3 separate regions of the Gossypium hirsutum genome follow, and regions 1 and 2 are each linked to region 3. Evidence: chromatin contacts called from public Hi-C data. All regions are on one chromosome and are shown on one strand. Each heading gives the region's core, a stretch centred on a gene start, on an enhancer-like site or on the middle of the called end of the contact. The rest is flanking DNA. Distances are from core to core; before and after follow the strand shown.

Region 1 (4,240 bases), core at 140-2,639, 280 kb after region 3:
TACAGCAATTACCAATTAATATAAATTTCTATTAAAATAAGTTGAAATACAAACTTTCCATAACAATACATGTACATGATTACTTATTTTTTGTTTAATTGGTAACTATTTTTTATTTGCCTTTTCCTATTACTTAGTACTCAATCATTATTTTGATTTTTTTTACCAATTTTTCAATATTCTAATTTATTAGAATTTTTATATTATAAAATTCATATAATTAAAATTTTATAAGAATATAATGAAAATGCAGGGTTTTAATTGTTATATTAATATTTAACTAATTAAGTTTTAATTATATAAATTTTATTAAAAGTAATAACATTATTATAAAAAATAAACCTAAATTCAAGCAAGGTTAGAGCAATTTATATTGGGCATTTACTGAAAATTAGTAGGTCTACCAACAAAATTTGTTTAATACATATGTTATATAAGCCATTAATGTAAATAAAAATTCCATAACTGAAATGATTATTGAAAATTTGCTAGCAATTAAAGGATTGCTAAACAAAATTCTTATGGCATGTTTGGATAAAATATGATCATGTCAGTCAATTACTTGTGATACTTGAAAAGCTGAGAACTGACTCAGAACTCAAAATTTCCTTGTTTGCTAAAAAACTAACTATAAAATATATATTAGATGTGATAATGAAATAATTTGATTTAATTTGACCTGCCTAGAACTTTCAAATATATATATCAAACGTGACTTTATTTTTAAATAATAAAAAAGTAAAAAAAATAAAATCTGAAATTCCATTTAAATAGATTTACCATTTAAATAAAATTTCATTTATGAAATTATAAAACACCTTTAAAACATATCTCTATTAAATAAATATTGTTATAAAATAAATAGTGAAAAAGTAAAGAACAAAGAAAATAGAAGAACAAAAGAGAGGATATTTTATTGATCAATAGGAATAATTACAATGTTTCATTAGCATCTCTATTTATAAACATAATAAATATAAAATAAGTAAAAATATAATTCTAATAACTATTAAAATTAAAATTTAAAGTATATTAAAATTTTATCTTAATCATGACGGACATCTACTTAATAAACTTAATAAGATATTCATAATAAATATTAATTTTTAAATAAAAAATTATTTAATAATATAAAGATTAAATTAAATTATTTAGTAAGAGAGTGATGAATTTCATTCAATCATCAGTATAACAGAATTTACCAAATACCATAAAAAAAAAAGTGTCTTTTTTTGACCCACCAACCCTTCTCTGCCAAAAATGCCCGCTACCTTCCACCTTGTACTGCAGTGACCCAAATATCCCTGACTTTTCTCTAACAATATAAACAAAAATAAAAGCGTTAAATACGTCTTTTCTTCCCATTAACAATGAACCGCCCGTTTGTTGTCCCACAGCTGAGCTATGCTTGAATCCTGACCCTTAAAATCACTTTGACCGCTACAAAATGTTCAATTTTTTTATTTAAAAAAAAGGAATAAAAAAAAAAAGAAGAAAAAGGAATAAAAAAAGGGGGAAAAAGTGGAAGACAATAAAATTTCATATTTATTTTAACGTAGTAGATGTACTAGCTGAGCTGAACTCCCCCTTTTCATTTTCAGCCATCTCCCTGCCGATTCATTCCTAAGAAAATTTTCAACGTTATTCCAAAAAGCAGGTACGTTCGTCTTATGTCCTTGATCTGATTTGTTCTTCATCCTTTACCGTTTGTTTCCCACTTTCCTGCCTCTTTTTATTTTGTTCTGATCTAGATTTCTGGATTTTGTTTCTCGGTTTGTATAAATACGATCGTTTATTCTTTTTTTGATGAATCGTTTATTAGCAATGAGGTCTCTGATTTATATTTTTTAGAATAGAAAATCCTCAGCTAGTGAGTTGGAAAGGCTTTTTTACGCAAATCAGTGCTCAAATTAAACTTTTCTGCTTCTTTTAGTTTTATGAGACCGGGATTAGCTTTGCAGTTAATGTAATATGTCGTTGTTTTATTCATCAGAGAAAAGAACGTTAAGGAGGAAAGATGTTGGGAATAGTAAGGCAAAAAGTGAGTTCTGGGAACTGTCCTGCTCTCTCATATACCTTTATTTAAACTTTCAGTAAATATGACAGTCTACTTTCTAGAAAAATGTTCATTTTTCTAATTCATGACTTTTCTTGCTTATTCAGATGTTAGGGCAGTCATTGCTGAAGATTCGTCCTGCAATATCGGTGTTACGAAGTTACTCATCAGCAGCAAAACAGGTAATTCTTTTCACCTCTTATTTCCTTTTTGTATTTCTAAAATTATTGCTGATTTAATGCTATTAGATATGCATACTGCAAGTGTTAACTCGTACGCTATAGAGTAGCTGTGTTTAATCTTATGAGCTGCTCTGGAGGTTACTTGCTTCAATTCATAAAATCAGAATTGAGACCCGCATCTCGTGAGTTTGCGCATGCACGTAGATATGGTTATGCTTGCAATTTTGTGTGTATGTAAATGGTCTGCATTTTCTTTCTGTTAATGATAAATGGCTTTTGTGATTAATTAGTCTCTGCTAAAGGCAAGGCTTAGGTTTCAAGGATTATTGATTTTTCATTTTTTGGTGTGTAATGACAATTATGCACAGATGACAGTGAGAGAGGCATTGAACTCTGCTCTTGATGAGGAAATGTCAGCTGATCCGAAAGTCTTTTTAATGGGTGAAGAGGTGAGAAAGTGTTCAACAGGAACTATTTTTAATAATCATAATCTTGGCTGTTCATTTTGTTTTTATGTCCAAGCTTATGCTTTTTAATTTCTTTTTAAATGCAGGTTGGAGAATATCAGGGTGCATACAAGGTTGGCGTTAAGAATAAAATTCTTATTTTTCCATGTATTGTAAAGGCAATACAAGCCATTTTACATCTGTCTGAGGATTGGCTTTTATTTCCATCTCTTTTAGATATCCAAGGGGCTTTTGGAGAAGTATGGACCTGAGAGGGTTCTTGATACTCCAATTACTGAGGTTATTATTCTTGACATGCCCATGCTCATGCTTAATTATTGTTTTTCTTAATTTCATTATTATTTTATCGAATCATTGATCTCACATGCTTATTATATCTGTGTTTACTGATTTTTTTAGTATATTTTTCACTGTTTTCTCTTCACGGTTGTTTATTTCTTGTTTCACAGGCTGGTTTTGCTGGGATTGGGGTTGGTGCGGCTTACTATGGTCTGAAGCCCGTAGTTGAGTTTATGACATTTAACTTCTCCATGCAGGTTAGAGGGTTATGTTTTGAATCTCTGCTTCTTTACGCTTTTATTAGTTTATTGTGTTACAATATTGATAAAATTTTAAATGGCTTCTAAATGAACAAGTAGAAATAATATATCATCATTTGCGTTTTCTTTTGAAGACAATGAAGTTAATGTTGTTACCGTAATGTGCTCTTGAAATCTTAGAAGTTAGTATGAATGAGATATGCTTGTTTTCCTGAAAACTGACATTCTGACAACATATATTGGCTGAATAACTAAGGATACTGTATTAATGTATGTGTTACCTTGATCTTCTCTTTCTATATTAAACAAGATGTTGCAATAAATTAAATTCTAAATTGATGTGGTTGTAGGTTACAAACGAAAAATATGAAGGAAAATGATGGTATAATATGTTGAAACTGCTTGTTATCCTCTTATCTGTAATTGGTCCTTATCCTTACAGTTCTGGTTAATGGCTCCAAATTATGTTTATCAAAATACAAGTTTGTTTAGCAATAAATTGTTCTCAGTTCTTGTTTGATTTTGCAATTCTTTCTGGTGATTATCTGCTCGGTAATCATCAAAGACCTGGTGTTAAGACAAGTTAACGTATTTAAAGAAATATGGGATCCTTGGAGTTCTTGGGGTAGCCATTTTCTGTGAAAGAAGTCTTAGCTTTTGAAACCATGATTTGATTTCCCTCCTGCTTAGATCTTACATTCTAATGTTCAAGAGTACAAGTTTGATGCCTTTTTCGACTGTCTTGGACATCTGTATGGTGTTCAATGGTGGATTTAGGCATTAAGTTTTGAGGGGGCCTAATTTAAATTTTCAAAAAATCTAGAGGATTTAATGAGAATTTTCAAAAAAATTTGAGGTTTAATTAAAATTTTAAAAAATTTAAGGGCTTAAAGAAAATTTCCAAGATATTTGGGAGGGACTAAATTGAAAATTTCAAAAACTTTTAAGGGAATGATGAAATTTTTCTAGAATTTTTTGGGCCAAGGCCTCCACTTG
Region 2 (4,326 bases), core at 1,003-3,502, 270 kb before region 3:
ACTCCACCTTCAATCGAACTGTATGTGGAGAACCATTCTCTATTGGGACACATGTGGAAAGAACATCCTGAATTTAAGATCCACTCGGACGTGAGCTTGGTGTTATCACTTGTTGACACTAACAATAAATCATCCCCATTTTCATCGGCCAAATTAGCACCAGCTACATCTTCCTCGTTACTTTCAGCAGCTTTTTTATTTCGCAGTTTATAACAATCTGCTTTGACATGACCTAACTTTTTACAAAAGCGACACCTTTTATCTCGTTTCTTTGATGCTACCAAAACGGAAGCTTGCCTATCTGTCTTGCTATCCAAATGAAGCTCATTGTCGAGTTTGTCTCTACTCAACAAATGACCATTCACATCTTCGAACGAGAGTTTGTCTCTGCCATAAATCAGGGTCTTCCTGAAAAGACTTGTATGAAGGGGGTAAAGAGCACAATAATAGCATAGCCTGATCTTCATCGTCAATATGAACCTCAATATTCTTTAAATCATTTAAAAGAGTAATGAATTGACTGATGTGATCTCTAAGAAGCTCACCTTTGTTCATGCGAAACCTAAATAGACGTTGTTTCAACACTAAACGGTTAGCCAGAGACTTAGTCGCATAAAGAGTTTCTAACCTTTTCCACAAGGCAGATGAGGTCTTCTCCATCAATACCTTTTACAATACCGTATTCGTGAGGCACAACTGGATTGCAGATAAAGCCTTTTCATCAAGCTCTTCCCATTCTGTTTTATTTAGATTCTCAGGCTTTTTCCCGATAACAACCTTTTTCAAGCCTGATTGAACTAGAATTGCCATCATCCGAACTTGCCACAGATTGAAATTTGTCTCACCATCGAACTTCTCAATTTCAAACCTTGTTGTTGCCATCTCTAAACGGGCTGATCTATGAAAATTGAACTAGCTCTGATACCACTTGTTATGATTTTAACCCGATTAAGTAACGAACAAGAAAATAACAGAATAAATTGAGAAATTGAACACACAAATTTAACGTGGAAAAACCCTTCCAAAGAGGATAAAAAATCACGGGCAAAGATAATTTTACTATAATGGCAAAAGAACGAAGAGTACAAAAGATGAAAATAAAAACTAAAACCCAAAAACAAAGAACCCACAAAATGTAAACACAAAATTCTCTAAATGTGTTATGAGTTCTAATCTCTAATGGGTGTATTTTCTAAGGTTGTAAAAAAGCCTATTTATAGGCTAAATTCATAGATCAAATAATAATAAAATAATCTAAACTAATCAGTGTTTGATTGAAACAAATAAACAGAGTTTAATTGAAAGACTATTTTTCAAATTTAACTGAAAATAGGAGTCATATTTAACAGTAATCCCGAAAGGTCCAGAACCATTAAATAAAGGCTTATAAATATAAAAATATAGACTGAAAGCATGTGATTGGGAGTCAACAGATCCAACCACAAAGAGACAATCTAAATGCAAATGATATGACAAAAATTTCCACTTGACTAAAATCATTGGTTAGATTGACGTCAATTTCCAGATGACCAAACTCTATATGAACCATGGTTAGGTTGACAGTATCCTACTTTGAATTGGATACAACCATCTTAAACGAGGAAATATCTAATTTTGGTGTTGAATAGCCACCCAAAACAGTAGGAAGATTGAAAAGTGTGAAGAAATTCGGTGGATGTTCAGAACCAATTAGAATAAGAGAAGATACAAACAAAGAGACGTAAAATTTGACAATAAGATTATTTAAAACGTCACTATCAATACGACAATGCACAACACCATGTTAATATACAGTCAATATTAACTTTATTTAAAGTAGAAAGAAAAGTGCAAATTGACTTACAAGAAGACTAAAACCGGTGACTCCGGCGAGAGATATGGCAATGGCAGAGCTAGAGAGAGCAAGCTCACCCAGATGACCCACCATCATCGTTGATATAACTTGCAATAGGTACTGTGATAAAGTCACGGCTACCATAGGCCCTGCAAGGTAACCCACCCTTTTTATTTCTTCAACGAAAGCAGCCCAACTTAGCCGCCGATTACTTTTCTCCTCGTTCTCCAACTTGGGAATCAAATTCTCTTCCATGCTGTTCTTCAGCGAGTCTACCATGATGCCCTTCTCTCTTTAAGCTTGAACAGCGTCGCTCACTTACGAAAATGCGGGAGACAAGGGAAAGATGAAAGAGGTTGGCTTTTGGTAGGAAAAGTTATATATGCCAACGAAAGCAAAACTTGAGAGGACGCATCCCCTCACGTGAGTATGACATGCATTTGTTACTGCAAACAAACAAACAACAAATTGGAACACTGCACGTAGACTGACTGCAAACTACGACCCTGACTTCTGCTACTGCCTTAACTTGCTTTAGACTAAATTAGTAATAATCCCTGCGGGGTTTATGAATTTTCTTTATATTATCTACATTCTCTTTAGTGTTTACTTGATATCAACTTAATTTAAAAAAATTCAGAATTTAATTACAATAAACTGATCCAAAAATGCAGGTAATAAATAGATTTGTTTATGAATGTGTTTAAACTTTCTTCTTTTTCATCCGAATATGAATTTTGAAATATTTTTTTAGACTAACCTTATTAACTCATTGGTTTTTATTTTAAAAAAAAGTGTTTTATCAGAATAGAACTCAGTTAATATTAACTCACCGCTGTTCTTTAAAGCCCAAAAAGCTGAACTTTTTTATTTTTAATTGATATAGATAATGATTGAAAATATAATTGCCCTAAAAAGTGAAAAACAAATAGAAAAGATTTGGGGGAGAAATAATAATAAAGCAACACAATGAATTTCAGTTCTTAGGAGGAGTCAAATGGGAAGCGGAGTTGAATCAACATGGATCAGAGACTGAAGCTTCAAAAATTAGATTAGAGAAATTTCATTTTAGAATGGAGGGTAAAGGTGGCGGGATAGGGATGATGATTCGTTACTTTAATAGTTTGGAGGACTCACTTGCAGATATGCGCAGTATGGGATTGATTTGAAAATTGGAATAGAAATTAGATTCTACTCTAAATTTGGGTTTTAGTTATTACAGATTTTGGGTTTTGGTGTAGTAATATCTTCAAATTTTATAAATATTAGCTTTAAACTCAGAATATTTTTATTTTTAAAAATTTATTTTTTATTTTTAAAATTTTAAATTCAAGTGAATTTTAATATTAATTTTTTAATTACATAGAGTATTTTTTTTTGTTTTAAAATATTACACCAATCAATTATGAAATTAAAAATAAAAAAAATTAATTTTTTTTGAAATAAAAGACCCTATTTAACTTATTTAAAATATATAATTTAATAATTGATTGGGTTTTAACTCGATTAACATGGACATTGTTGCCGATATAAGAATATTATCTTCCTATTTATTAGTTAAAAAGAGACTAAATAATTTTAGACATTGTCTTAAAAAAAACCATTATAATAAACTAATGTAATTTTAATTATTTATTTTAAAAACATAGAATTAAGAATAATTTCCTTAAGTGGGGTTTTTTTTTTGTCAAATGTGCTAATTAATCTTATTTCATTGTCTTTTGATGTAACCATTTGCTTGGTTAAAAGTTGGTTGGAATCAATTAATTAAGCATGATATTTAATCATAAATAAAAAAATTTATTTAATAAAATAAATTAAAAATAAAACCTTTAAAATTATAAAAACTCCTGATATTTTTTAATTCTTCTTCTTCCTCTTCTCCATGATTCAATCTTCCTTTTAATTAAAAAGAGATTAGATGATTTTTTTTTTTAATTTAGTGATTGTGAATGTATTTTATAGGTAATTTTGAATTGCTTGGGTAAATTACATTATAGGTCATTGAACCTAACATCAGTTTTTATATAAGTCAAAAACTTTTAATTTCATTAAACTATATCATCAAATTTCTATTATTAACAATATAATTTTATAAAAACTGTGACTTATGTGATCAAATTTGAGATTTCATGTCACGTATGTTTTCTAGCTAATTATTTTATGAAATTACTTGATTTATTTTGTTAATAAAAAAATTGGATGATGTAATTTGATTAAAATTAAATATTAATTATTTATAAGAAAATTGATGCTAAATTAAGTGACATGAAATGTAGTTACATTTCATTAAGTAAAATGTTTACTTCTTGTAGTTTTAACTAAGCCATCTAAGCTTGTTTCCTTCTTTGCTAAAACCTTACTTTTAATATAGGAATAATGTCTGTATTTCATTAAATGTTTAACGTGTCACGTATATTTTAAAAATATTTAATGTAATATTTGAGCTATCAATATATATTTTATTATGGTATTTGTATTTTCATAAAATG
Region 3 (4,339 bases), core at 1,005-3,504:
AAATCTTCTTTTGCTAGCGATTTTTTATCTTTCTTTATTATAGCGAAATCTTCTTTTGCTAGCGATTTTTTATCTTTCTTTTTAAGAATTTTTCCACGTAAAATTTACATATTCAATCTTTTCGATTTTACTTTACTTATTTGTTTGTTGCATACACGAATTTATCTTCAACACTTGACATCATTTTCTTTAAAAAAAAAATCCAACTTAAATTCCTACATTCATCCATTCGTATTTCCAATGATACATCATACATAGACGTATTAACATAGTCAATTAATCAAATTGTGCCCTCTAAATCTTATGAACTCAAAAACTGTAATGAAAGAGGAAAGAATTCTCCCCATGGAGTTGGAACTTGAATTTAAATTGAATATTAGTTTTAGTAACGTGATGAAACACATCTTTCATTATTATTATTTGGCAAACACTCCCATTATTAAAATACTTAATAAATATTTTAAAATTTTAATTTTTATATATTTGTGCAATTGGAAGGTATAATGATTTCGTTCCCACAATTTCAAATTCATAGCACTAGTGAACTGATTTGCTGCAAAAGGAGGCGATAAGTGCATGTCTATATACATAATAATGTTACTAAAAATGTAAGCTAGTCCATTCTACTTTCTATACCGTAAATTATGAAATCTTCTCAATCAAGAATAACAGTACATGATATCAAAATCAAGCATAATTATTCAGGTGTTGAATTGAATTTAGAGGAGGCCAAATGATGCTTAGGGTGTTTGGGTCTGGGGGAAGCTTGGAGGGGAGCGGGGAACGTAAGATATCCAGGTTGTTGGGTCTCCCAGATTAAAGCCAGGTGGGGAAGGAGGAGCTGGTAGCCAAGTAGTAGGATCTCCTAGATTAAATGCAGGTGGAGGGGGTGGAACAAAATGAGATGGGCTAGGACGGAAGGGAGGGTGAGGGGAGAAAGGGAAAGGCAAAGATGGTGGATTGGGATGTGGAATGGGATAGGGCAAGCGAGGAAAGGGCCATGATGGCAAAGGTGGCAGGGGAGGGAGTGGGAATGATGGAAGGGGAGGTAACGAGGGAAATGGCTAAGGGAATCCAAATTTTGGGAAAGGAAAGGAGTTAAAAGAAGTTGGGGACAGCTCTTCAGGCGTAAAATTACCTAGGAGTTAATTTTTTTTTAAATTAAGTAAATATGTTTTTGTATATTAGACCAAAAACTGAACTAATTTTTTATTAAAATTTTCATATATTATTATTATTAAAAATTAATATAATTGACTGAATAATTAATTGAATGTACTTTGACTTATAATAATTAATTTTTAATATTAAAAATAAATAAAATTATTAACAAAAAATTAATTTATCCTTCAATTTAATATATAAAAATATAATTTACTTATTTTTAAAAAATAAAAATAAAATACGATCTAACTTTTAACAAATAACTTCCATAATATTTTTACCACTGTTTGTGATTTCTACACAAGGTGGCATTTCTCTTGGAAGGCCTGTAACTCAGTGCATTCAAGCTGTAGATGCACAGATTATCTTGTTTTGATTTGACAGTTATCTGATTTGTGGATGTCTTCAAACCTGGTACATCGCATGCTTTGGATTTGCTCCCTACTAAACTTGCCTGGCATAATGACTCAATGGCCAAACCTTCCACACAGTCAACCCCGTCAACATGCGGTATTTCTAGCTTGTACACCCCATATTTATCTGTAGTTCTGTTGACTGAGACGCTCATTTGCTCTGTAGTTTTTGGTGATTGTGCTTTAAACTTGCATTCAATGTTGACTTCAGCACCTAGTAAAATCAAAGGCAACTTTAAATATCACAAATATATTATATGTATGTGTGTGTCTGTTCCTTGATGAATTAGACCAGTGTTTGGGGTTGTATACTAGTCTCTTTTACCTGGCAAGAAGTAGCTGTGCCTAGACAAAGTGTTGCTTGAACAGGAATCACAGAAAACAACGCCCACTACTGTGATCCGAGAGATTGGATTTGGGGGTTGAGCTGTTGCGGAAAATAGATGCATGAAAGAGGATGCTAGAAGAAGAAGAAGGCGAATGATTGGATCCATGGCAGCTAGCAAACATGAGAGAAGTGAAAAGAAGCTTCCACTAGGGCTTCTCTAGTTCAACACTTATACCTGTTTGAAGTAGAAAGCATTTCAGTTTACTGTAGCGTAAGACTTAAGAAAATATGGGCAGTATCCAAGTAACTATCAGCCCGTGAGTGGTTGGTGTTAGGACCAGACCAACTGTAAAGCAAGGAGCTGAAAATGTTTTTATTATTATTATTATTATCTAATCACTAAAAACAAAGACATGTGAAGAGCCTTCTTGGCTGGATGTGATAAAATTTGGAAAGACAGTGAGGTTGCTACTCTGTAGCAGATTTGACAATCGACAGGACATTGATTTGGGGTTCTGTCTTTTCCTCGATAATTACAGAAAGCTCTAATCCAAGTCATCAACTACACATTAATGTAATGAGAACATTGGACTTTTTTGATGTTCACTTCTGTATCAGTTCCTGCTTTCCTCTGTTTCTACTTGTGGTTGTGAGTAATTTATTACCAGTCGCTCAACCCATACGCAGCAGTCTCTGCCCATTTTTGGGCATATGATTTGTCCGAGCACGAGTAATTGTCCTCAACAACCCCCACAAGCCGGACTGGGATAATATTTCACTTTTCTACCTTCAAATTCTCTTATTTTCAATCATTAAAATCTATGGCCCTTATAAGAATGTTGTTAATTTGGAGGAGACTCTTGGACTTTTTGTGTAAATAACAAGATAAAAAGAGCAACCGGATCATGAAGCTTCGCAATATCTTGGCTAGAACTCGATAGACACTTGTTACAACTTAGGAGCACGCACCAATTGAGTTTATTGCACCAAACGTCCCTGAACTATGGGTCTGATTTTAAATTGGTATTTAAATTTGAAAATGTTTTAAATAAGTCCTCAAACCATCATACCGTTCCAATCAGGTCCATTCGTTAACTTTTATGTTACATCTCTATTAGTGACACACGTTACCATCTAGTAGGCACACATTGTTTTTTTTTTTTTATCTTTATATTCTTTTTGTTGATTACTCCTTTATAAATTAGTTGATGTGTATTACACATGATTTTAGGTATTTATTTTTTAAAGTTATTAAATTATATATTTTATAATTTTTTAAAAATATGTGTTTATTAATTAAATGAGAATTGTTTTAATTTATACTAGAACTCTATTAATTTTGAAAAATAAATGAAAGAATAAAACAACATTTTAAAAGTAAAGAAAATAAAAAAAATGGAAAACAATGGATAGCCATTACGTTTTTTTAATATAATATTTAGAATTATTTATAGTCGCTCTCCAACTCTTAAATGGAAAGATAATTGCACTTTAGCGTACTCGAACTCATGTCCTCCTATATTGACAACAATATCTATGTCAATCGAGTTAATACTCAATTGATAGCCATTACTTTAATACTTCATTGCCTTTGATATAATATTTCATGGCACAATGATAAACAACATTCATAATTATGTAAACATTATTACCCATAACCCCCTAACCCTTATATATATTGGAGGATAAATGTACTCCAACACACGCAAACCTACATACTCTTGCACTGACCACAATACCAATGTTAACCAAGCTAAGACTCAGTCGACAAAAATATTCTTAAAATTAAATAATAGTAAAACTATCAAATATCAAATAATAATAATAACTAAACACCTCAAATAATAAAAAAATATGCAATTTTTGTTGATGAAAACAAAATATAATAAATAATGTTAAAATATAATTTCTTTCAATAATTCAGATGTTATTTTAAATTAAAATGCCATTGTTAATGCATATATTTATAAGCTAAATATTATTATAATTTATAATTGTAACACTAATTGATTGATAATTAATCAAAAATAATAAGTGCAATTTAATATGGGCCCAAAATTTAATTAAGTGATAATAACTATTACATTGATAATGAAAACACTATTAATAAATAAATAAACTTATACATTATAGATTAGGTAACCAATATATTAATATTATCTTTATATATAATATTAATCTCACATATTTAATTTTTATTATTTATAAAAATTAATTTTAAAACGATTAATTATCATATATATATATAGAATTTATATTTGTTTAATTAAAAAACTTATATTTTTTATTATTTTTAATTTATCTAATTATATTTAATAATTATATATATTTTTAATTTTTTTAATTAATAATATATTATCTTAATTTTTTAGTACAACTTTTAAAAGATACGATGAAATTAATTACTTTCACATTACTAAACTACCATATTAAT

What was found. A called contact is a pair of places that touch in the nucleus more often than the background predicts.
Region 1: a Hi-C map of leaf shows a contact between it and region 3, with 2.0 times the contacts expected there. The contact joins the promoter of LOC107886698 here to the promoter of LOC107886705 in region 3. A contact is called at or near these places in 2 of 34 Hi-C or Micro-C datasets (both in leaf).
Region 2: a Hi-C map of seedling shows a contact between it and region 3, with 5 times the contacts expected there. The contact joins the promoter of LOC107886712 here to the promoter of LOC107886705 in region 3. A contact is called at or near these places in 2 of 34 Hi-C or Micro-C datasets (leaf and seedling).

What each region holds. Positions count from the first base shown.
Region 1 is chrA03:104,226,385-104,230,624 of Gossypium_hirsutum_v2.1, forward strand. It overlaps LOC107886698 (pyruvate dehydrogenase E1 component subunit beta-1, mitochondrial), which reads left to right and starts at 1,390. Exons shown (of 16, transcript XM_016810750.2): 1 at 1,390-1,657; 2 at 1,994-2,041; 3 at 2,164-2,238; 4 at 2,607-2,687; 5 at 2,792-2,818; 6 at 2,922-2,984; 7 at 3,155-3,241. The coding sequence starts at 2,018.
Region 2 is chrA03:103,683,482-103,687,807 of Gossypium_hirsutum_v2.1, forward strand. It overlaps LOC107886712 (protein DETOXIFICATION 12), which reads right to left and starts at 2,253. Exons shown (of 7, transcript XM_016810761.2): 1 at 1,844-2,253. The coding sequence starts at 2,113.
Region 3 is chrA03:103,949,815-103,954,153 of Gossypium_hirsutum_v2.1, forward strand. It overlaps LOC107886705 (major pollen allergen Ole e 1), which reads right to left and starts at 2,255. Exons shown (of 2, transcript XM_016810755.2): 1 at 1,903-2,255; 2 at 1,361-1,791. The coding sequence starts at 2,071. The coding sequence ends at 1,442.